Linked DNA regions of Mus musculus: regions 2, 3, 4, 5, 6 and 7 are each linked to region 1. The links are chromatin contacts, called in public promoter capture Hi-C maps. All regions are on one chromosome and are shown on one strand. The core of a region is the stretch at or near the end of the contact, and the rest is flanking DNA. Distances in the headings are between cores, read along the strand shown.

Region 1 (3,392 bases), core at 248-2,747:
AACTATCGGTCTCCAGTCACAGAAAGTTTATGTTGTTCTAAGCAACTAGTGTGAGTTATTCTGTTGTAGCTGCTCAAGCTGCTTCCAAAAAAATGCAGCACAGACCTGACTTCTTCCATACATATGCCCTCAGAGCCCAGCACACACCTGACATAGCTCCAAGAAAGATGATCAAGAACCTGATAAAGCCAGGTCTTTAAGCCCAGCACCAGGGAGGCAGAAGCAGCTGGTCCTTAGAGTTCGAGGTCAGCCTGGTCTACAGAGTGAGTTCCAGGAGAGCCTGGACTACACAGAGAAGCCCTGTCTTAAAGAAGAATAATTTAAAAATAAAACTAAACTAAAAAGACAAGAGAAAGAAAGAAAAAGGAAGCAAACAGATCAGATAATGATCTATGTTCTAATGATCTACTTACGTTCCAGACCAGCCAAGGAGGCTGTAGTTCAAAAAGGAACAACAGAAGCAACATTTAAAAAAAAAAAAAAAAAACCAACTCTAACCTAAAGAAAAACATACTAAAAAACTCGCTGATGCATAGTGCCCTTGACAAGACAAGAAAGCCAAGCCTAACTGGAAGAGGGACTAAGGTTAGTGTAAAAAAAATTGGATACATTTCTGTGAGTTTCACAAAGAAAGGAGATACTGTGATTTGAGAGAACCTTAAAAATATGAACTATCACTTAGTATGGGGAAGAAGGTAGTTTCGAGAAGGGCGTGCTAAACGCGAAAGGCGCAGAGTTCTGGTAAGGAATCCTTAACAAAAAATGTTGAATATGAAAATGAGCAGTCTTAGTAGAGTGGTCTTCAGACCGGATGACGTAAAGTCAACAGCTAGAGACAGAAGCATTTAGCTTTAAGTACGTTAGGAAGAGTGCTAAAAAAATAGGAAAACCATCGTGGCCACCTGAGAACAGTCGGCAAAAAAGGGCTGGAAGACAGACAACAGAGTAACCTCAAAAATTACAAGTGACAGGCTGAGTTGAATTTCTAAGAAGCTATGAGAGCTGCTTTTACAGGGAGCAGGGCCAACCGGGTGGAAATATGCTGACTATCCCTGCAGCGATGACGGAAAAAGGCTCGTCTCACGCGTCCGACACTTTCGCCCAGAGGGCAACCCAGACACCACCGAGTCCCGGGCGGACCCCGGAGCGCGCGCACTTCCCGGGGAGGCCCAGAGCCGCAGGCAGGCCCCGCAGGCACTCACCCCACAGCCACGCGGCGCCAGCGCCGGGCGGGCTGCGCGATGAGGGCGTCCCAAGCGGCTGCCAGCCGGCTCTCCGGGGACAGAGGTCCCACGGGCACTGGCGCGGGTCCCAGCCTCAGGGAGCTCCAGAGCGAGCGCAGCGCCGTGCCCGGCAGCTCCGGCTCCAGCAGGAACACGCAGCCCACGGCCAGCGCCAGGAAGCCGGCGCACGCAGAGCCGCGCCACAGCGCCATGTGCACACACCGCCGCACCGGTGGCTACAGGATCCTTTCTCGGCTCGCGCCTCCTCCCAGCTGGGCGCGTGCTGACGTAGACGTGCGTAACGTCACACCCGCGCGCCACAGGCTCTTCCTCCCGATGGGCGGAGCTACGACGGAACTGCAGCCCCAGTTATGGGTGGAGCTATGGGTGGGCTGGAGGCGGGACGACGACAGGGCTGGCGTTGGGGGTTCGCTCTGTTTAAGTCTTGGCGCTGGCGCTGGGCGACGCTGTTGTGCGATTCTGTCCTTGGATGAACAAAGGCAGTAGTGTGGTTCCCAATCCGTACACGTCTTCCCGATATTCACTGATAGCCTGAGATAGAGTGTGTGTGTGTCCGGGGTGGGGGCGAGAGAATACTTTTACTTCCCTAGTAAGATAAGACATGCAGATAACGAAGAAGCAGCAAACCTCGCGATTAGAGTAGTCGGTCTCCCATTGACAACGAGCCACGCTGTTGTCTCTTAATCCGTCCCTCCGCCAGTGTTTGACCTCCATGGTTTTACTAGGCCGGTTCCTTTCTAAGTCTGGTGCAGTGGCGAGGCGGAGGGTGCACGACGATGGGAAGGGCTTCCCGCGAGAGGAATCTGCTCAGACCCTAGTGGTGCTGGGCACGGGGAGTCCACCTCTTGAGATTTTCAGCTAGTCAAAGGCTTCCGCTAAGACTGAAGCGATCTTGTTCAATCTAGAGATCAGATTTAACACTCAGACCCCTTAGATAACCCTTTCGGAGGTGGTGTTCCTTTGAACAACCCCAGAGTAAGCCGCAAAGGGATACAATCATGTGTACAGTATGGAAGGACTATAGACTCGAGTTTTTAAATCCTGGTTTAGTTGTTCCGGGTGATACTACAGAAATCCAGCCCTTCCTCCTTTGATGTGACGGTTCTATGTGAGAGGGTAGGTTAAGAGGCAGGAAAGCTAGGCTTGATGTCCAGTTCATTCTCAGCCTCATCTAGCCTGGCCTATTTCTATTTTGCTAGTTCTGCTAGCTCCTGACCAATTTTCTACTCTGTCTATAATTTTTGAACTTGTTAATAGAAATGTGTTTCCCTGGCTTTGATCTTGGACGTTATCTCCCACCCCCACCCCCAGTATCCAAAGTGTTTCTGTTATGGCTCTCAGCTGTTAACTGGCCAGAGACTGGTTACTAGCCCAGACTAGCCTCAAGTTCACTGCGTTGTCAAGGGTGACTTTGAACTTTTTTTAAAAAGATTTATTAATTTATTATATGTAAGTACACTGTAGCTGTCCCCAGACACTTTTTTCTTCTCGCTCAGACCCCCGGAGCAGTCAGCGTTCTTAACCGCTGAGCTATCTCTCCAGCCCCAACTTTGAACTTCTGATCCTCTTCCCTCTAGCTCCTGGAATTACAAATGTGTATCTCTGTGTCTGGTGCTCAGGGAGGAAGGGAAGGTCTTATACCTTCTAGACAGACACTTTACAGAGTGTCTGTAAACAGAAGCATTTTTTGCCTCTGTTTACTGAGAACCAGTACCAGGTGTCTGTGATTAATTGATTTGGGAGGTGGACTGGCAAAGTCACATGTGTTTGAAGGTTGGCTAAAGCCCATTAAATATAAATTCCCAAGATCAGTTTTGGGAGGAGCGGAGGCAGCTGAACTATAAGAACACACTCATCTGGGAAGATGAGGGGACGACTCCCCATCAGTGTGGAGATCCCTTGCAAAGCTGTTGCTGAGTCTTTCCAGGCTTGCAAAACCTTTTGTTGTTTAGTCTTAGAGGCTAACTAGCAAGAGCTGGAGCAAGTTAAATCTAAGTTTATTTCTCATGTAAAAGTACAGCTGTGGTGTGGGTGACTCTGTGGCCTGTGCTAGCAAGCTGGATCTCGTCGGGTAGTTTTGGGGGGATGATCTGGGCCTCTTCCTCATTGGGTCAGTCAATGTGAGTTTGTATTGGGGAAGATAAGGAG
Region 2 (3,392 bases), core at 668-3,167, 2.8 Mb before region 1:
TTGGTAGTCAAAGCCTTTCACTATCTGGCTCCTTTCTGATCTTGCCCCCCACCCCCACCCCAGATGGGGGAATCTATTTACTGAGCCATCCAACCTGCAGCCTGGCTCAGCTCACATGCTTTTTATCATTGCTCTGGTTTAGATTATTTTCTCTGAAAAGCTTCCATTTCTGCCTTTAATTTATATGGGCCATCCTAGTATTTTACCACCCAGCTCAAGCTTCAGAGCTGCCTCTCTTCCCTCTGGATTTTTCTAACAGCTTTTGTCTGAACCAATTTGTGGCTCTCAGAGTGTGCAGTGGTGTGTGGACATTTTTCTTATTATGCACAAGGTGTGCAATAAGATAAGGAGTCATCAATATTCAACCATTTTCAAACTAGGAGAGGGGACTTTAAAAAAAAAGTAGCTAAAGAATGAAAAGAACACAGTTAGGCAGGTGCTAAAGGAAGACATCCTGAGCGTTGTCAATGAACCTCCGAGAAGCCATTGGGGAAAAAGTCCCACCAAAGAGACCATTTGTCTAGTAGGAGAGAGGTCTTTTGAAACTGTTGGGAGAGCAGCAGATTGTGTGGGCAAACGCAGTATTGTAGCAGGGAAATAAGGGATGAGAAGGTGGGGACCACAATACACTTTAATTTTCTCAAGACGTGGGATTCTCAGGACAGGGCAGCTCGAGTGGATAGAACCGGCAGGGTAGTTGTGTTCTGTTCAAATAACAGGGGATAATGAGTGTGTTCTGGGGATAAAGGGGCTAAAAAATTGATAATGGGGGTGGGGGTGGGGGTGGGGGAGCTGACTGAGTCTGGGCCTGGCTGAGGTCCAGTGCACAAGGGCAGGAGTTAACCTTGAGAAAGAGTAAGGCTACTTTTTGTGTTGGGCAAGGGAGACTAGGGGAAGATGAAGGAAAGCTACAGGGCAGGCATAATAATGAGTGAAGGGACTTAAATGTGAGGGGGGAATGGGAAAGGCTAGGAAAGCCCAGTTTCTGAAGCCAGTACAGATAAGCACCACAGTTTCCATTCCTTCCTTTTAGATTTATTGAATGCTCTATACCCTACCTGTGCTAAACATTACTGGGCCCTATGGTCTGTAAAGATACAAGTTCTCGGGTTTGTTAGGTTAGCACTCGTTTGAGATTTCGTTCTTCATCTTTGTGGAAGACTTTAAGTAGAACGCACAAATGAATTAGAAAGGTCCTTTGTTGGACCAGATAAACTGGGTTGGAGCTTAAAGCACCCGTGACGATATCATCGCCGTTTGAAATAAAAACGGAAGAGAGTCCGAAATGGGAGAAAGCTACACTAAAGGAGGAGACCGAAGTGAGTAAAGTGAGGCTGTAAGTCTTCAGGCTGGCAGATGGGACCTCCCTGTTCACTTCAGAGAGCAGTGAAAACGCACGGACAGCTCTTCGGTTTAAGCACTATTTAGTTCAGCTTCTCCGCTAAGTGTCTCTACGGCGGCCGAAGAGGACCAAACTTTGCCCAAACCACGTCATCTAAAGTACCTCTGCAACTGCCCAGGTAGCAAACTGACATCGGGTCAGCAACACCTTCGCCCGCAATTTATTGATGATAGGCGGGGAGAATTAGCTCTACTCTTTTGCAATTGGTCACAGGAGAATGCGAGTCCCGCCTTCTGCGCTGCCACCGTTGATTGGTTTTTTGGAACTGTCATTCGAGGACTCTCCGCCCCCTCATCATAGCTCCTCCCCTTAATATGGCCCCTCCTCTTGGTGACCCCGCCTTCTACACCGAATCTAACAGGCTGACGGAGCTGCCATTCGAAGAGCCTCCGTCCCGCCCTCTCCTCCCCGGCATGGCCTCGCCCCTTACCGTGGCTGGGATCTCGCGGGAAGAGCCGCGGGCACGGCGGCGGCTCGGCTCCCCAGTAGCGCGCCGAGCGGGCGGGCTCTCCTCACACGAGCGCTTCCTCGCCGAGAGGCTGGAGCTGCGGCAGCGCAGGCCTGGGCCGCCGTGTCTCTGCCGCTCGCTTCAGTTTTCCTCAGGGCTCTGGGGGCCGCTCGTCCGCCGACGCGCCTCAGGTGAGGGAGCTCGTCGTGTCGTGGCTGAGGGGCGGCCGTGGCAAGTGGGCTCGCGACGGGGGCGGCTCCCGGGGATGCGCGGCGTTCCGAGTGCGGGGATCTTGGGTGACGCGGCGGGGGCTGGGGTCTCGGGGCTTCTTTGGCTTTGGAGTGGGGGTGGGTGGCTGCCCAGGCGGTCCCGGGTCTCTAGGGTCGCGGGAGCGCGTCCTGTGTCCTGCCTGAGAGCCCGGGTGCTGGCATAGCGCGGTTCTGGGACTTGGAGACCATTTCTGGCGATCCCGTGCAGTTGAGGGGCTTGGGATACAGTTTAGCCTTGTCCGGAGGGCACGGGGAGACCTATGAGCGGAGAGGGGTCCGCTTGGCATTCCTGGGGTAAAGCAGGAGGATGTCAGGGTTCCAGAGACTTGGGTTTGTTTAAGGTCGCCATGGGGTGATAAGACGATGCCCGTGTCCCTCCCGGGAAGGAACGGACTGGGTGGGTGTGGGTGGGGGCGGGAAGCGTGCATGGGGAGACCAACATTTGTATTGGGGTTTCTGCTTCGCCCAGAGGGGGGCGGTAACTGTGCGTGATGGTCCCCATTCTTTTTCGGGGCGACAAGGAGGGTGATTTTGCCGTGTGGGCGCGGCTCAGCGGTCTCTGGGTCTCCAGGGGTGCCAGACCCGGTTTCAGGAGCCACCCCATGGCACTGCTTGTGGCTTTCGGTATCTGACGGTCTCGATCTGGTCTCTCTCTCTTTCTCGATGAGATTTAACTCAGTGCTTCTTCGTTGGACGCTTGATCGGGGCAGTTGCCTAGTTGGAGACACAGTGGGCTTGTTCTGCAGTTTTCTTTTCTTTGCCCCAGGATACCTTTGGGGACGCGCTGGTGTCGCCGGAGCTCTGATCTCCGGAGGAGAGGAGAGGAGCGATACCAGACTTGAGCATGTTGTCTGGAATACCTGACTGTTGAGTGAGGGTTTAGATCTGAGGGTAGGGCGGCTGTGCGATTTGGGCTTTCTGTTTTAGGTAGTGTTTGATGGTCTTGCATGGTTAAATCTGTCCTGAATTTGCCTGGGTGTTAGGTAGTGCCAAGAAGCATCCTTTCTAAAGGTTTTGTGGAAGAGGGGTAATTAAAAACAAAAGTGTAGCATATTATGTATGTATGTCTCAAGTCCAGATTTCTACAAAAGCGTCATTGGCAACCTGTTAATGATGCCCTATTGAGCTTCTTTAGAGAATTCTGGTACATCAGTTTTTACCGTGGTTTGAATCTTACAGAGTTCTTGAAGACTCTGCCAGACTTAGGTGGAACTTAAAATGACTTATAGGTATCTGCCTGTGAGTGGTTTAAAAACGTGTGTCAGAATGTCTG
Region 3 (3,392 bases), core at 555-3,054, 2.6 Mb before region 1:
TTCTACTCTCCCTGGACCTCTGCTGACATTATCGAATTCTCAGTAGCATGAGGGTGTGCCCATGGGCTCTCTGTTGTAGCCTGCAAATCTATTTGCATTGCCAGTGACACCTAGGGCTAGGTGCGGTAGTGTAAGCCTCTAATTCCAGCACTCAGCAGGCTCAGACAAGGATTTACCACAAATTCAAGGCCAGCCTGGACGTCTTTCAGACCAGCTTGAAATGTATAGTAAGAGTATGTTTCAGCTGGGCGGTGGTGGCGCACACCTTTAATCCCAGCACTTAGGAGGCAGAGGCAGGTGGATTTCTGAGTTCAAGGCCAGCCTGGTCTACATAGTGAATTCCAGGACAGCCAGGGCTACACAGAGAAACCCTGTCTCGGAAAGAAAAAAAAAAAAAAAAAAAAAAAAAGAGCATGTCTCAAAGTAAGCTTAAGGGGGTCTGAGATGTAGCTGAGTGGCTGGAGTGCTTAGTGTGTACCCGCCCTGGAGTTAATCCCTAGCCCAGCATGACCTGGATACTTAAAATCAATCCCAGGCAGGGGAGGAAGATCCAACATTCCAGGTAATCTTCAACCACATAGCAAGTTCAAGGCCAGCTGAGGTACATGACACCCTGTCAGGGTGTGTGTGTGTGTGTGTGTTTAGACTGAAGGCCATGTCAAATTCCACTGAGATCATGAACAGAATTTTGATTGGAACTATATTACTTGGAGAAAATTCTCCGTTTTAGGCTCTTATCTGTGAAAACTATATTGCTCTACTTAGGTTCCTTTTGCTGTTTCATAGCTTCTTTGTGGTCCTGAGATTAGAATTTTATTAACTTTAAAGAAACCACTTAATCTAGTATGCACTACATTCTAGTTGCAAGTTTCTAGCACCAAGGTCACCTCTACACAAGCTGACCACACACGAGCTGTACCCTAACCTGAGGGGTGTTTTTATTTAATTGTGTATATGAGCACTTGGGGTTTCTATTGCTGTGACAAAGTACCATGCACTAAAAGAGAGGCAAAGGAAAACGTTTGTTTATTGATACTTGCTTTTGATGTCTGCGCATCAAAGTTACTCTCCTGGTTTTCTAGGGGTTCTATATAATTAGTTGCCGAATTTTATCACGTGGTCTCCTACTTCTGTGGGTTTTTTCCTCACCATACCTCGCGTGACACTTTAAAGAGTGTTTACTTTTATGTGTACTTGAGCGTGTCTGCTGACCTCTGTCAGGATCAGAGCCCCTGTTACTGGATTTCCTGGCACTTTTCGGGGTGCGGGAGCCAAACCTGAGAGCTGCAAGATGGCTTAACTTCCGCCCCTCTGTGCTTTTTCAATGTAATGAATTAAACATTAACCACGATATATTGCATTTGATATGCAACTCCGGGTCCCGGGTGGTATTTATCAACCTCATCACAGACACAGTTACTACGGCGCGCACGCCCGGGGTGAGGGTGGGTTGGGAAGTCCACCACGTGATCCGCAAGGCTTGAGGCGGAGAGCGACTTTTCAGTGTACCCAAGCCGTGGGAACGCGCCTGTCAGTTTAAGCAGTACGTCTCCCCCGATAGCTCTCTCCCTTTAGCCTGTTAATCTCTACTGTTGAGCACTTGTAATATTCGCAAGCCCCAAAGGCCAATCGCACCGGAAGTCGAACGCGCAAATCCGGAACTGCGTTCTGCAGACGCGCCTCCTCTCGGTTTTGGCCCTGCCCCTTCCGTCTCGAGTCGGGCATCGATTGGTCGGCGCGGTCCCATAAGAAGCTGCGCGCAGGCGTATATGATCTTTTCCTCAGCTGCCGCCAAGGTGCTCGGTCCTTCCGAGGAAGCTAAGGCCGCGTTGGGGTGAGGCCCTCACTTCATCCGGCGACTAGCACCGTGCCGGCAGTCTACAGCATGGCTTCCGTCTCCGAGCTCGCTTGCATCTACTCCGCCCTCATCCTGCACGACGACGAGGTGACGGTCACGGTAAGTGCGGGATAACCCCGGGCCGGCCACGTGTTTGTGCGGCGGACACCCGGCTCCGCCCGGACTTCGCATTCTCAGGCATTCGGTGACTTGGAGGCCTGTGAGGCGTATGCGCTCTGTCCTCCCCGCGCGGCCCAACCCGAGACAGGTGAATGGCGGTCCCGAGCGCGCATGTTAGGCCTACTGTTTAGAGTGGGCTGTTTTTATCTAAGTTTTAGGCCTCGAACTCAGGTCGTCAGGCCTGCGGGACAATCCCACAGCCCGCTGAGCCTTCAAACCTGGCCTTGTCTTTTTTAAGGTTGACTTTAGCCCAAGTACGAAACTTAACTCTGTATAAGTGACTGAGTTTTAGCCGCATTCTGATCGTTCTGACGGGTTGGCGTTTGTGTTCCAGGAGGATAAGATCAATGCCCTCATTAAAGCAGCTGGTGTCAGCGTCGAACCTTTCTGGCCTGGCTTGTTTGCCAAGGTAAGTTTTGGGGTTACACTTGGTAATGTACGATTTCCACCACCAGCCTTGATTTTTGTATCTTAGTTTGTACTTATTGATGTGGCTTTTATGTCAGGCCTTCACGGTCCATGGCTTGAGAATGAGTTTTGTTGCCTCTTAAGTTTGGGCATTTGAAGCAGTGAGATTCATGCAAAGTGGATAGCTACATTCTATTTATACAAACAGCTTTATTTCTGGCAAGTGGGGTCAATCAACTGGTGGCAGTTGTATATTGATTCCCTGTAGTCCTGAACATTGCTTTGGTCTCATGGGTGAAAAGAGCTTAATTGAATCATTAAATCTTGCAGCACAAAACTAAAAGCCTTTTCTATGTCTCTGTTGTAGGCTCTGGCCAATGTCAACATTGGGAGCCTCATCTGCAATGTAGGGGCTGGTGGGCCCGCTCCAGCAGCTGGAGCTGCGCCTGCTGGTGGTGCTGCTCCATCCACTGCCGCCGCCCCAGCTGAGGAGAAGAAAGTGGAGGCAAAGAAGGAAGAGTCCGAGGAGTCTGAAGATGACATGGGCTTCGGTCTTTTTGACTAAACTGCTTTTGTTAAGTTGGCTAATAAAGAGCTGAACCTGTAGGTGGACTGGTCTCACTTGTAAGCCACAAAGCTCTTGGAGTTTCAGAGATGGTAGCAGGTCCCAAAAAAATGTCAGGGAAGGAGGGTCTTGACCAAAGCCACCATGAGTTATATAAATAAGACCTGGGTCAAAAGAACTAGACGATCTGGGTAGAGAATGGGTGGGTCTGTCTCCAGGAAGCCCCTTCAAGCAACTGTTCAGAGAGCCTGTTTAGTGCCAGACAGACAGGCTGAGAGCTAACTCTTACTGTCAAGAATAACAAAATAACCTCTGGGTCTCCCGATGTTCATGTGTGAAGAACTTGACAGTTGTTGAGGATCTCAGAAGCATCTAGAAGGGCCAGAGAACCTACCAGTCCAC
Region 4 (3,392 bases), core at 327-2,826, 2.4 Mb after region 1:
AATACCTTAATCTGCCAGACTCTGAATTCTATTTTGTATTTGGTCTGGGATAAAACTTGGTGCTCTATTTACCAGTTCTATTGCTTTATGGTTTTCCTTTTGCTTCTGCTGCGTTTTTTTTTTTTTTTTTTTTAAAGTCCTAAATTTCTCTGCATAGCCCTGGTTGTCCTCATGTCGACCAGGCTGGCCTGGAACTCAAAGATCTGCCTGCCTTAACCTCCTAACTGCTGGGATTAAAGGCTGTGCCAGCACTACCTCGCCCTTTTGCTTGTTTTTTTTTTTTGGGGGGGGGGGTGTCCTTAACTCTGAAGCCAGGACCTTGAAGAACATCTGTTTTCAGGAACCTCCTGGGTCCCTTCTAACCACTAGCTGGCCAAACTACAGGGCGATCATTTCCTTAGGCAAGCAAACACTCCAGGACTTTAATATGGTATTTCCTGGGGCTGGAATATCAACAGGAAGTCTTGTGGATAAAAGCTCTGCCAAAACATTCATTCCGAGAAAAGGACTGGTTAAGTGACAAATCTGCCCAGCTTGTACAACATCCTGCAACCTCCACGTGAGGCTCCAAAGCCTCACGCCTTCAACCCTTTTCCTGCCCTTAGGCTCTTCAGCTAGCAAGATAATAGATATGGCTATGTAGGACCCTAGGTAAGAAGAACGACCAGACAAAAATGTGCACTTAAACAACGTCGGTGGGACATTTATTGGCATTAGGAAAGGGTTTCTTTAAACGATATAAATATACTGAACTCAAACTCTCCATCCAGACGGTCCTATTTCAAGATGAAAGCAAAGGGGAAGAGGTAACATTCCTGCTTCTACACCACAAAGTTTAAGGCACAAGAAGCTAGCAATCCCCAGTGCGGTACAAAACTGCTTCCCACTGTCTCTCAAGACACAGTCACTTAATTGTCAGTCCAAATTCTAGGAAAAATTCCCAGTACACCGGGGCAATCCTCCCCATCCCCGGTTCAGTGACCTGTAGCTGAGAAGCCAGGACAAGAAGACTCGCTAGGCATCTAGATCAAAGTCATCGCGCTCCTCATTGTACTCCAACACGTGCCGCTTGATCTTGGATGAGTCCACCCAGGTGACAAAGTCCTCCATGCTGCGAGTGACGAGAAAGGCGGGATCAGTGACCACGTCTGGGCCCACGCGGACATGACCCTGCTCCACAAAAGCCACAGCAGCTTGGAGATGCTGCGCCATGCGTAGCTTGAGGAGCAAAGTAGGCAAGCGGCGGCGGCAGAAGGACGAGGCCGAGACGGAGTCGCAGAGTTCCAGTGAGCCGCGCGTGGGCACCAGGCCCATAGCGTACAGCTTGTCCAACAGCGCCGCCGAGGCGCGCACGCGGAATGGGTCGCGTTCCGGCAGGTCGCGCAGGCGCCGCGCCAGCTCGCGCACCGCTCGGCTCAGCTGGTTGTAGCGCGTGTACTCCTCGCGCCGCTGCAGCCGGTACCGCCGCAGCACACGCAGTTCGTGGAGGTTGTGGTCGGTGACTTCCCAGTTTAGGAAGTCCACCTGTTTCAGCAGCTTCTGCTCGTGGAACTTAAGCTTCCGCACCATGATGGAGAATGCGGGAGAAAGGGAATACGTTGAAAATCTAGCGTAATTTCCGCCTCGACGTAGAAAGACCCCGCCTCTAGATCACTGGACCAATCAAAAGATTGGTTAAAGACACGCCCCCGGTTTTTCATTCGTCCAACTCTGGAACTTCCTGTTTTGAAAGGGGAGCGGGGGAGAAAGAATTGCGGAAGGAGAGCCGTGTCCTGCGAATACACTTTTCCTTGCATGCAGTGCGTATGCAACTAGTCTAGTCCAGTGTTGTGTTTTGTTTTTAAATATTTATTCATTTACGTATTTTGTGTATATGATTGCTCTGTCTTCATACCGGAAGAGAGCTTCAGATCCCCTGTTTGTGGTTTTCCTGGGAATTGAACTCTGGACCTTTGGAAGAGCAGTCAAGTGCTCTTAACCGCTGAGCCATCTTGGCAGCACCTAGTTTACTCTCAGAGTTCTGTCTTTGGTGACTGAAGAGAGTCTGCTCCGTCAATAGCTGTAGATGTCAGTTTCCAGAGAGAGAGGTTACTGCCTTTAAAAGAGTTGTCTCATAGTTTTGGTTGTGAGCCTATTATTTAATGGCTGAGCTATCTCTCCAACTCTGGAAAGATGGCTTAGCAGTTAACAGCACGGCTGCTCTTCCGGAGGTCATGAGTTCAAGTCCCATCGCCCACATAGTGGTTCACAACCATCTATAATGTGATCTGATGCTCTTTTCTGACATGCACATGTACATGCAGCTAAGAGCACTGATACACATAAAACAAATCTTTTTTTTTTAAAGCATACACAACTTTAGAAGAGTGGAATGCTAATAAATAAATAAGAGGATTATCTCTGTCAAAAAACGTGATTAGAACTCTGCAAATGTCTCAGTTCCAGTGGTCCCCAGAGTTGACAAATAGTCCCATCCTGGCCAGCATGAGATCTGTCACTGGACTGGCAGTAGTACCAAACAATCAGGATTGGAAGCATTCCTGCCTCTTATTTTTTTGACACAGTTTCCTTAGGTAGCCCAGGTCAGCCATGAATTCACCACAATATAACCAGATTCAATCCAAAAGGATGAGATTATGAGTGAGCATGTGCCACCATGGCTGTCTTACTTTATTTTATTTTTTGAGACAGAATGTCTCTAGTACTATCTGTCCTGGTAATTTTTATATAGACCAGGCTGTCCTTAAACTCAAAGAGATCCATTTACCTCTGCCTCCAAGTGCTGGAGTTAAAGTGTTACTCAGGTATGTCTGGAGATTGTTTCTGCAATCCTCAGTGACTGATGGTACCCATCAATGATGAGAAATTCAGAGTGTAAGTAGGAGTCCTAACCTTCATCTGTAAGAGGTGAACAGTCTGGTAAACAATTCCTGTCTGAAATCACAGAAGCAGAACGAAGGCCAGAAGAATTTCTACTGAGCCCCTACCTGTTGGGGTAACCTCCTGACACACAAACCATATCAGTTATGAAGGTGTGTCTCTCTACTCTCTATTGCTGTAAGTGAGGCTGGCAGGATATATTGTATTGTCACTTCTACAGCCCACAATGCATGCTTTCTATGTGTCGCTTCCTCATCTACCCCAAAAGATGATTTGCTGAGATTATCACGTTGAAAAGCAAGCTATGAACTTCAGGAGCATGTGAAGGGGTTGGTCCTGCAGATCCAAAGCTGCAGTATCTCCATGGCACCTGGTGTGGTGGTTTGAATATGCTTGGCCCAGGAAGTGGCACTATTAGGAGGTGTGGCTTTGTTGGAGGAAGTGTGTCTCTGTGGGGGGTGGGCTTTGAGAGATCCTCCTCCTAGCTGCCTGGAAGCCAGTCCTCTTTTATT
Region 5 (3,392 bases), core at 390-2,889, 2.2 Mb after region 1:
CCGGTAAGCTATGCTACACATAGGTTTCATACAGTTCAACCTACTTAGTATCTAAAAAGAGCAACATGAAGCTTTAAGGACTAGAAGTTACATAAAACCAAAAGAGAACACAAAATTCTAAGTTACCTTTGTGAAACTAAGCTTATGTAACAAAACCTTCTGTAGGTGAAATCAGTCAAGAAATCAGAGTATTTTACTTAAAGAGAGTTAAATCTTTGACTTAAAAAAAAAAAATTTAGCCTTGGGGTATAGCCTAGCGGTGAAGCAATGCTTATGTGCCCTAAACTCACTCCATCACTTACAATCATAAATTCAATACTTTCTCTAGAAATAAAATCTCAGATTTGTTAGGAGCTCAAATGGTAAACTGAGTTTAAAGTCCTAAGCTACCAAAAATGGTAGCAATTTTTAGGTATCAACCCGTAAAGGCGCAGTAGCTGAACATCAAGGGAACTCCAGGGAAGGTTGGCGCCCTCCACAATTCCAGTCCCTGATCACTCTGCCCCTCCCCCACCGGCCACTGTCGGGGAAGCAAGGGCACAGCACCAGCCGCACCCCACCGCAGACACTCCAGAGAGGACGCTGAGTATCTCGTCCCAATAATTACAACGAAGAGGAGCAGCTGACCACGCTTCTACTCTCCCTAGCTGTTAAGGCGCCATCCATGGTGTGTGAAGCAAAGTAGAAGACTACAGCTACGGGCCACGATGCCCCAAGCAGAATGGATGAAGAAGCCACAGCATAAAGTCCGGACACCTCCACCGTTCCCAGTCTACAAGGGGCCCTCCCACCCACGGGGATGCTGGGAGGAGCAGACACGGAGCCCTGACCCCCTGCCAGACGCCACAGCGGGCTTTCCCCAGCTCCTCTTCACTGCTAAGGAGGCGGAAATCCCGGAGGGGGCGGGGCGGGAGGGGCGTGGCATCACAGCCCCGGACGCGCCTTCCGGCCAACCGGATCCCGCTAAGGCGGGGGAACACAGGCTTCACGCCCCCTCGCCACCGCGCCCTGAAAGCCACACGCCGGGACCCTCTTCCCGTCCCGCACGCCCCGCGGACCCAAAGCAGTTCAGCCAGTGGTCCCGCCCATAAGGGAGAAGGGGCGGGGTCACAGCCGCGGGCCTTTAGCGCGAGCCCGTCCCGCCCCTTTCTCCACCACCGCACGCGCGCCGGCCCCGCCTCTGATCGGCGGGACTAGGACCCGCCCCTCCGTGCGCACCGGGACTACGCTCTCCTCCCCCTCCCGCACTGAGTGCGGCTCCGCTCCGCCCCCCACAGCCACGCACGGGAAGCCGAGGTCAGCCCCCCCGAAAAACACACGCCCTCCAGTCCCGGGTTACCCGCCACCCAGCTGCTGGGCGGACCGCGGTGCGGCGTGCTCTCACCGCAAAAGCTCCAGCCACTCAGCCTGTGCGTCGCTCCCGGCGTGAGCCTCGCACCCAGCACGGAGGCCCCGGAACGGCGCGGGCACAGGCCCGCAAGAGCGGACTGGCAACCTCCTTTGCGCCCACGAAGCGGTCACAGGCCTGGGTGCCCAGACTGGGAAGGAGGGAGGGAGGGAGGGAAACTCTAAGGGGGGAAGGGGAGGGGGGAAGATGGAGAAACCGTCTCTGCCGCCTCTACCGCCGCGGCCGCTTCTCTGTTACCCGGGAAATCCCGCCCACTCTCCCGGCCCGCCCCGCCGAGGGAAGGCTTAACCTCGCTCCGCCACGGGATATATTACCCATCCGTCAATGGTTTAGCCAATCACTATGCCGCAAAGACCTACTCCCGCCCTCTTCCCTCGCTGGGAGGGGAGAGCGAGCCGCTCACCTTCTCCACGCCCCTATTGGCGGGGAGAGTCCCTAACTCAACCCCGCCTATTGGAGACTGATTGCCGAATCCCTCCTCCGGGCTCTAATACTATTGGAGGAAGAGGAGTACCTCTTCACATCTCATTGGAGAGTCTCACATATCCCTCCCCATACCGCCCCAGCCACAGGCCTAACAAATCGGCTCCCGCCTCCGCCGGTCCCTGCATTGGAAGACTACCTTTGCTTCTCTCATAGCCCCAGGAAGGTAAGTAACCAATGTGGGGTAAAAATGTCCTTAAGTGAGGCCGACTCCACCCACTACACGGCTGGGCCAGGCCCCGCCCCCAATGATCTGATTGGACTATCTTGGCGCCGGTAGGAGCCGCCATTGGACACGGCGCCGGTCCAGGAAGGAGACCATTCCGCCCTGCGCGAGGATGCTGAACCTTAGCAGTCCTTTTGTGGAATGTTTACACTGGAGACTGAACCTCAGCGTTCCAAGGCCGGGATCGGAGATGGCGGGGAGCTCAGCGGCCGAAACCCGAGGCTTTGAGATTTGAAAAGGAAAAGGCAGTAGTATTACCCGCCGTGGAGAATTAACCAAAACAATGACAGAAAGCCTTGTCCTTCCTACCCACTTATTTTTACACTTTCACGGTCTTCTAAACACAGCCATCTGGAGCACTCAGCAGCTACTTTCAGCAAGCCGACTCCAAAATTAAGGTCTGGAGCTCTAATCTGATCCAAAAGCCCAGATATTACTAGCTGGTCACTAGGGCTGACTGAATACTGTGACACTGGGACAACCAGAATCTGCAGCCCTCAGGGGGCGGAGATAACCCAGCGGAGGCCTTTAAATGTCACCGCCTGGGCAAGCCTCCGGAAGGCGGAGCATGAAGGGAAAATGTATACTCTATTGGTCGGGTAGATCCAGGGACATTTTAAACTGGAGGAAGAGAGGCTGAAAACCTCACACAGACCACTGCATAAATAAACCTTGAGTGTGCACTTACGTTCACAGAAGGAGTAAAAATTCCAGATTGTGTGAAGGATATGGTCTTAAGAATGACTGTTCAAGGGGAAGGGCTGTAATCGCAACCATTCGCGAAAGGGCAGGAATAGTCTGAATTTAGGAACCCTAAGGCCAGCCCTTCAAAAAAAAGGGGGGTGGGCATTCCTCCTTAGCAGAGTGAGTTAATGGCGGTCTCTAAGCCTTCTGGGTAAGTAACAATGCCTGAACACAAAAAGTGCTTTGAAATACCTAGTTCTTGGGCTGGTGAGATGGCTCAGCGGCTAAGAACGCCGTCTGCTCTTCCAAAGGTCCTGAGTTCAAATCCCAGCAACCACATGGTGGCTCACAACCATCCGTAATGGAATCTGATGCTCTCTTCTGGAGTGTCTGAAGACAACTACAGTGTACTTACATATAATACATTAATTAATTAATAATAATAATAATAATAAAGACCTAGTTCTTTTATTTATTCACTAGTAAGGCGTGGGCCCGATGCCGACCTTGCTTTGGGGAGGCTTTCGCTGTGCCATGAGAGGTTAGGTGGGATTAGTCTTACCGCATTCTAGAGCAAAAGGGGGAGAGGGA
Region 6 (3,392 bases), core at 371-2,870, 2.2 Mb after region 1:
TAGCTTTTCTTTCTTAAGATTTATTTATTTAATGTATGTATTGGTACACTGTATGCTGTCTTCAGACACACCAGAATAGAGCATCAGATCCCATTACAGATGGCTGTAAGTCACATGTGGTTGCTGGGAATTTGAACTCAGGACCTCTGGAAGAGCAGTCAGTGCTCTTAGCAGTCAGTCCACTGAGCCATCTCTCCAACCCCCTCTGGTAGCCTTTTTACCCATGAATATATAAAAGAAAACCCCATGGAGTGAGGCAGATATATTAATACAGGTCTATAATTCTAGCTACTTGGGAGGTCCATGGTAGAGAATAACAAGATCAAGGCTACTATCAGGGATCATTCAGCAAGACCCTTTCTCGAATTAAACGGGAGGTGGGAGATGGATTAGCTCAGTGGTGAGAACATTTGTCTAGAATTTGTGGTGGTTCTGGGTTATATTAATTAAAAAAGAAGCCCAAGGAGTTTGAGATAGATTGGTTCATCCTCAGTGTTCAGTTAGGTGGGTGCCATCGAAGAGAAGAAAGTTGGATAGGGCTCTGACTTCTTTTTTTTGTTTTGTTTTGTTTGTTTGTTTTTTTTTTGTTGTTTTTTTGTTTTTTCGAGACAGGGTTTCTCTGTATAGCCCTGGTTGTCCTGGTGCTCACTTTGTAGACCAGGCTGGCCTCGAACTCAGAAATCCACCTGCCTCTGCCTCCCGAGTGCTGGGATTAAAGGCGTGCAGCACCACGCCCGGCTAGGGCTCTGACTTCTTTTAGGACCCAGTTACTGGACTTTGAAACGGAAGCTGCATGGACCAACAAAGAAATGTCTTAGTTTTTTAAAATCTATAATGGATATAAAGTGTCATCACATAGCATTACAAAGATTAAACCTGGTATGACATTTAACATTTAACATCTGGGGAATGTGAAGTGCAGTTAAAAGAAATTCATTATTCATGGGAAGATAACTTAATACCTTACTTTATATCATTTTAGAATGATTTGAAGTTTCCCCCAATACATATGTACTATACACAATAAAACTAGCTTATGAAAACTGGGGATTTATAACACTGGTGTCCAAATTCTGGTGGCTTACAACCATCTGTAATGGGATCTGATAACCTCTTCGGGTGTGTCTAAACACTGGCAATTTCCTCAGTTCCGAAATCATGAAATTACTCTGGAGACCCATTCATTCAGCTGTGGCTTCTCCAAAAACCAGGCTAATCTGTGGCAGTATCTGGCTCTAAGAGAGGACACCTCACCTGGACAGGTTCCCCATCACGCCAGACAAGGCTTTCTCCATCGCTTTCCCAGCAAAGATGAACTTCCTGGCCCACCCAAACTTCAGGGATGACCAGTTCTACCCGAAACCAGCAGGTCCACCATCTGTAAGAGAGCCATTTTGATGGGCCTAGGAGTGGAAACCCTCGGCTTTAAGATGTTCTCCATGCATGTGCAGCATCAGAGAAATGGTCAAAGAATAAAGGGAAAGGGGGAGAGGCAGCAGGGATGAAAATACTCAAGTGAAGACGCCGAAGGATAAAGGAGCTTCTCTCAGCAGAGGGCGCCACTCTGCTATCTAGCAGACTAGGGTTTGGTCGTGGGGCGGAGCTTCGCCAAACTGGGCGTTACCCACGTGGGTCCGAAGCTGTCGCCGACCTGCGCAGGGCTGAAGTTCTGCTGCACCGCCTTCTCATAGGGAAGCCTCTCGGGCGTCAGGAAGCTGGAGAGTGTCACCGAGCAGCTGTCCCCGAAGAGCCTGGGCAGGAGCAGCTGATGGGCGCATGCTCGAAGCCGCCCCTGTCCCACCCGTGAGCCAGCGGATGGCTGGGGAAACGCTCTCCCTTGGCTAAGGCCGTGAGGACTGCCTGGCAGCTCAGCAGCACAGACCAACCTCTACCGTTCGCTCCCCAGCCCCTGGCCTGGCAGTGGCGGGAACTTTGTTCCGCGGCCCGGTTGGCCACGGCCTGGGTTTCCCTCCGGAAGGGAAGGGGAGAGCGCGCGGGTGTGGTAGGCCAAGGACCACACCTGCCGCGAAGGTTACAGTCGGTGAAGTAGATCGGGGACACGAACTTCTCCACCCGCTCGAAAGTGGTGCGCCAGTGCTTCAAGAACGGCGCTGCCGCCATGGCGATGCGCCTTCCCTCCCCGGAAGATCCTTGGTGCTGCCGGCTCGTTGCACCGCTTGGAACCAAAGGTTCCGGCATCCAACCAGCTTACAGACCCGAGCAGCTTTTCTGGGAACACCACGGCTTTTGCAAGAGGCTGGCTCTGGGGAGCCTCCCAGTGAAACCCGGAAGCTGAGCCTTCGCGGTTCTCACCTCAGCCTTGCTGTCAGACAGCTGGGTAAATTATTTTAAAATACAATGGTAAGTTTGAGCTGGTGGTGTGGTTCGGTAGGGAGAGTGCTTGCCTAGGATGCACAAAGTTCACAGACCAGGAAGTGTAAATTGGAGTAATCTGCGACAATGTAGCGCCTTTGAGTACAGCCTGAGCTACTTGGTATTCTGAAGGAAGGGCTAGGGAGGGAACCCCTGGAAGGGCATGGGAAAGGTTTAGTTTTCCATTCTCTTCACTTACTCAAGCATTGGTAACTGCATAATATGAAAAGCGCAAGGCTACTTCGGGTGTTTTCAGAAATACAGAAAAGGGGCTTTGCACACCAGTAATCCTCCATTACATTACATGCATCACCGTTGCCCATTACCCCAATGTCCAGAATTTTGATCTAACGCAGGTCAACAAGTGCAAGGAAGTTTGAATGCTAACCTCCAGCTTTAACGTTTGCAGGAGTCTGGAAGAAAATAATACAGGAGGAATCTAACTAGCCTGCTTTAATGGAAATAACCAGGTTTACATTCCAAATGCAGGTTACCCAGAAAAATGATCAAGTAAGAAATATACAATGCCAATTAAAATAACTTGTCAAAACTTGAGCAAAGTCCCTTGTTTTATTGGTCACAAGGACTTTTTCTCCTAAAAGGGCCCTGAAATCTTACCCTGACCTGCAGGGAGGTGCAGTACATAGTACATAGGTAGCAACTGCCAAGGCTGCTGCTGGTCAGACCCATGCTCCCCATCCTTCTAGGCCAGCAGTCTTAAGGAAATAGAGGGGGAGAGGTGAACCATAGCTGAGGAAGCCAGACCCTTTCTTCCTGGCATGCTGCCTCAGCCACTGCCCTACATTTTCCCATTAGGCTTGATTACTTCCAAGTTTCCTTGTCCTCCTATGAGAAAAACACCCTAAAAGCAGGATATGGTGACACACACCTGTATTCCCAGAATTCAGGAGTCCAAGGCAAAATTCATGAGTTTTTTTTTTTTTTTTTTTTCAAGACATGGTTTCTCTGTATAAGCCCTGGCTGTCCTGGAACTCACTTTGTAGACCAGACTGGCCTTG
Region 7 (3,392 bases), core at 407-2,906, 2.0 Mb after region 1:
ACAGCCTGAGAGTTCTAGACCACAGGAGCCAAGGGCACTCACTGTCTTCCTCCCAAGTCACTCCTGACATCAGGAGTGGAAGAAGATGCTACGCACAAGGGAGAAGAGGGCAGAGTTAGTATGTGTGATAGTAGGAAACAATATCTCCTTGAGAGAAGGCTGAGCCTGTCAGATTTGGCATGACCCAGAGCTGGCAGGGCACAGATGCACCTTTCTAGTGTTAAAGCATGTTAGTAAGATACAAAACCCAGGCAACCTGGGCTTCTGTCCCAATTTGCAATGTGATTTGGAAAGCCCCAAACCTCAGAGTCTCTCCTCTATTTGTCTAGCCTCTATTTGTAAAAAAATCTTCCAGCTCTAATCCAAGAGACACCCTCCCCTTCTCCTTGAGTGACCTCACTTCCTCTTCCTAATCCTACCTGGAGCCCAGCCCCTCCGCCCCAGCCCCATCTTCTCCCATACCTGTGCCCTCAGCTCTGTTCTGACTCAGGCAGTCCTGATCTTTGGGTCAAGATGGGTGTTCTGAGTGGTTTTGCCCCAAAAACTAATTTTGATCTCTATGGTGTTCAACTATTCTTCACCATGCGACCCTGCCTTGGCCTTGGGCAGTCCTGGAACTGCAAGGATTAGATTCCTTCCAAGAAAGAGGTGCTAGCGCTGAGCTGGGCAAGGCCCCACAACCAGATGGGCTAGAGTCCAGGTGAACAGAGGCAGTGGGTTTCCCAGCCCCTTTCTGCAACACATCAGCTTGGCTAGGGATGCTTCATCCCATCAGCTTTCCAGGTTGCTCATGCTCAGACCGGTTCTGGTGCGACACATTTGCCAGAAAGGCTCAGATGCCCACCAAGGCCGCTTGGCAATATCTCCAGAGTCTCATTCCTGGCCCACTCCAGGTCACTAGGAGCTGATATATACTCGTCTGTACTTTACCTCATAAGTCCTTCTTAATTTCCTAATGCAACTTGTTTGTTGAGGAAGTTAGGGCTGCCTCGAGATATCCTTTAGCATTTTTATTGTCTTGCTAGGAACTGAGTGTGGTGGTCCAAGCTTTTGACTGCAGCACTCAGAAGGCTGAGGCTGGTGTGTCTCTGAGTTCACGGCCAGCCTGGTCTACATAGTAAGTTCCCAGACAGCCACAGCTATATAGTGTGACCTTCCCAAACAAAACAAAGCAAAAGCAAAACAAAAAAAAAAAAAGGACTGCTAGATAGCCCAGGCTCAGCTCAAACTCTCAGCAATTCCCCTGCCTCAGCCTCCCATACCCCAATTTATGTGCTACACATCTTTTCGAAGCCTGATGGCCCTATTTCTAAGAGGCAGAATATCACTTTTACAAATGAGGAAACTGAAGCTCATAGAGGTTAAGTGGCAGGTCCAAGGTCACATGGCTAGAAAGTAGCAAGGAATGAATGATCTAACGGAATGACTGAATGAGGGCTTACGATCGCCCTCGGGGCAGAGGTTTGAGGAAGGAGGCGAGCGAAGACTGTGCACAAAGCCAGAGGCCGGGTCGCGGGAAAGTTGGTTCCACTCAGGCCTTCGGCACGGGAGGACCCAGGGGAGCGCAGGCTCCCAGAGGCACAGCCGGGTTCTGCCCCCACTCAACGGCCCGCCCCGCCCCCGCCCCGCCCCCGCCCCGCCCCGCTCGGGACCACAAACGGCGCCCAGCGGCAGCACGAACGGTCGCGCGGAACGTCTCTCTGGGCTAGCTGCCTGCCGCGACTTCCCGCGCAAGGCCGGCGGGACAGGGACCCGCAGCCTAGGCGGCGCTGAAAGATGCCGCGGCTGCTCCGGGTGGCGGCCGCTAGAAGCCTGGTGCTCTGAAGGTAGGAGCTCGCCTACCCGGCAGGCGCGGAAACTTGGGCCGAGTTTGCGGGCGGCGCGTGGGCAAGGGGCGGGTGGCCCTGCCCCAGGGCGCCCCTACCGGCCAGCCCCAGGACGGAGCGCGGGGACCGGGGCCCAGGTGCTGAGGCTTCGGGCGGTCAGACTACGGGGCCCAGTCATACCGCTGCCCAGACTTTGCCAGGACTTGGATGCTCCCTGGGCCTGGTAGAGCTCCGGAGCCACAGCACTGCCTGGGCGTTAGGGCTGGCGAAGAGTCAGGCGGATCCCTCGGGCCTCTCGCGGGGCCAGGCTCACGCGGATTGCCGGGCGCCGATTCGGGGTGGCGGTGGGGGGTTGGGATTGGTGGCGGCGGGCGCTGAGGTGCCGCGGGGCCGTGGACGAACCCTGTTGGAACAGGACCGCCTGCGGTTTCCTAGCCACTGCTTGACTCACTCTCTGGCCACAGCCCAAGCTGGCGGGATCGTCCCGAAGGAGGTGGCTGCCCAGACTTTGAGGCCGCCCCCCCCCCAGCCCCCCAGCCTTCTGGACCTCAGTGCAGTCTGCGGGCATCGATCCGTGGGGTTCCCAGTGCGAATCTCCTGACTTTTTTACACGTTTACGTGAGCTAAGGAAGGGCACCGTTGGGCAGTGGGGGGCATGTGTGCAGATTCGGGCCATGCATGTACGTGTAGGAACAGCTTTGCATGCGTGGCCCACGGCAGTCTGTGTGTCAGCCTGCCGGGGTGCACGTGCGTTGCAGAGGCGCGGAGAGAGAGGCTTGGGGACACCCGGAAGCCTGGTGTGGCGGTGGGGCGCCAGTTCCCTACTGAAGCCGGCTGGCTGTGAGCCACTGGCACGAGGGTCACGGGCGGGGCCGGGAGAGGGAAATTAGGAGCGGAGCATCCGGGGAGACCCTTTCTCTCAAACTGAGAAGTGTGGGCTGCTCCACGTTGAGTGAGTGCTCAGAACCTCAGCACGCAAAGTTTTTAGAAGACTGGTATCTGTTAGAGCGGAGAGAATACTGATGCGGGCCTCAACTTGGCTGGGATCGCGCTCTTCATGAGGCCCCAAGGATGTGACGTGGAAATGGACCCACGGAGTTGTCTGTCTCCCTCGTGGAAAAGCAGGAGTGTAGGCGCTTGACCCTGCCCTGGGTTCTGGCTGAGGTTAGAACTCCTCTAAGAACTGGCAGAACTTGGACATCTTCACGGTAGGATCACCTGTTGGCCCTACCTTCCCCAAGCGCCTTAGGCTACTTTGGTATCCGGAAACAAGGCACCTTCTTTTTGGCTACTCTCTCAGTGGGGGTGGCCTCTACCGAGGGAGCTTTCCATCCTACTGGCCGGGCATTACGTCACCGCCTCACCTTTCAGAGTCTTGGGTTGGCTTTTTGGCGCCCTCACTCCTCCTACAAAGACTCCTGAGGGTCCCAGGGGTCTGGTTCTCAGGAAGTCTCCAGGGCCAAAGGGCACGGGTTGGGCTGAGCCCTGGAGAGACGGACTCTTGAGAGGGGTGGTTAGAGCAGGTCCCAAGGAGCATTGGTGGAGGTGAGACCAAAGCCAGCCCTT

The links. Promoter capture Hi-C pulls out the DNA fragments that hold promoters and counts their contacts. Capture Hi-C pulls out chosen DNA fragments and counts their contacts.
Region 2: a contact with region 1 is called in a promoter capture Hi-C map of pre-B cells, with 6 times the contacts expected there. The contact joins the promoter of Glce here to the promoter of Adpgk in region 1. A contact is called at or near these places in 3 of 39 promoter capture datasets (erythroid cells, liver and pre-B cells).
Region 3: a promoter capture Hi-C map of erythroid cells shows a contact between it and region 1, with 26 times the contacts expected there. The contact joins the promoter of Rplp1 here to the promoter of Adpgk in region 1. A contact is called at or near these places in 2 of 39 promoter capture datasets (erythroid cells and liver).
Region 4: a promoter capture Hi-C map of erythroid cells shows a contact between it and region 1, with 23 times the contacts expected there. The contact joins the promoter of Imp3 here to the promoter of Adpgk in region 1. A contact is called at or near these places in 2 of 39 promoter capture datasets (erythroid cells and pre-B cells) and 1 of 9 other capture datasets (liver).
Region 5: a contact with region 1 is called in a promoter capture Hi-C map of liver, with 2.4 times the contacts expected there. The contact joins the promoter of Sin3a here to the promoter of Adpgk in region 1. A contact is called at or near these places in 2 of 39 promoter capture datasets (erythroid cells and pre-B cells), 1 of 484 Hi-C or Micro-C datasets (CD4 T cells) and 2 of 9 other capture datasets (adipose tissue and liver).
Region 6: a contact with region 1 is called in a promoter capture Hi-C map of erythroid cells, with 21 times the contacts expected there. The contact joins the promoter of Man2c1os here to the promoter of Adpgk in region 1. A contact is called at or near these places in 1 of 39 promoter capture datasets (erythroid cells) and 1 of 9 other capture datasets (adipose tissue).
Region 7: a promoter capture Hi-C map of liver shows a contact between it and region 1, with 3 times the contacts expected there. The contact joins the promoter of 1700017B05Rik here to the promoter of Adpgk in region 1. A contact is called at or near these places in 1 of 39 promoter capture datasets (erythroid cells) and 1 of 9 other capture datasets (liver).

The regions. Positions count from the first base shown.
Region 1 is chr9:59,289,677-59,293,068 of GRCm38.p6, reverse strand. It overlaps Adpgk (ADP-dependent glucokinase), which reads right to left and starts at 1,497. Exons shown (of 7, transcript NM_028121.2): 1 at 1,203-1,497. The coding sequence starts at 1,435.
Region 2 is chr9:62,121,134-62,124,525 of GRCm38.p6, reverse strand. It overlaps Glce (glucuronyl C5-epimerase), which reads left to right and starts at 1,917. Exons shown (of 5, transcript NM_033320.5): 1 at 1,917-2,041. Mir5133 (microRNA 5133) reads left to right here and starts at 1,932; the gene lies at 1,932-2,008.
Region 3 is chr9:61,912,922-61,916,313 of GRCm38.p6, reverse strand. It overlaps Rplp1 (ribosomal protein, large, P1), which reads left to right and starts at 1,804. Exons shown (of 3, transcript NM_018853.3): 1 at 1,804-1,957; 2 at 2,352-2,426; 3 at 2,793-3,031. The coding sequence starts at 1,886. The coding sequence ends at 2,990.
Region 4 is chr9:56,935,684-56,939,075 of GRCm38.p6, reverse strand. It overlaps Imp3 (IMP3, U3 small nucleolar ribonucleoprotein), which reads right to left and starts at 1,576. Exons shown (of 1, transcript NM_133976.2): 1 at 678-1,576. The coding sequence starts at 1,569. The coding sequence ends at 1,015.
Region 5 is chr9:57,074,623-57,078,014 of GRCm38.p6, reverse strand. It overlaps Sin3a (transcriptional regulator, SIN3A (yeast)), which reads right to left and starts at 1,639. Exons shown (of 22, transcript NM_011378.2): 1 at 1,385-1,639. 2700012I20Rik (RIKEN cDNA 2700012I20 gene) reads left to right here and starts at 1,966. Exons shown (of 2, transcript NR_152107.1): 1 at 1,966-2,057; 2 at 2,172-2,812.
Region 6 is chr9:57,129,518-57,132,909 of GRCm38.p6, reverse strand. Man2c1os (mannosidase, alpha, class 2C, member 1, opposite strand) reads left to right here and starts at 1,620. Exons shown (of 2, transcript NR_102289.1): 1 at 1,620-2,361; 2 at 2,783-2,928. Man2c1 (mannosidase, alpha, class 2C, member 1) reads right to left here and starts at 2,133. Exons shown (of 26, transcript NM_028636.2): 1 at 2,021-2,133; 2 at 1,629-1,751; 3 at 1,255-1,378. The coding sequence starts at 2,121.
Region 7 is chr9:57,260,863-57,264,254 of GRCm38.p6, reverse strand. It overlaps 1700017B05Rik (RIKEN cDNA 1700017B05 gene), which reads left to right and starts at 1,656. Exons shown (of 3, transcript NM_028820.2): 1 at 1,656-1,826.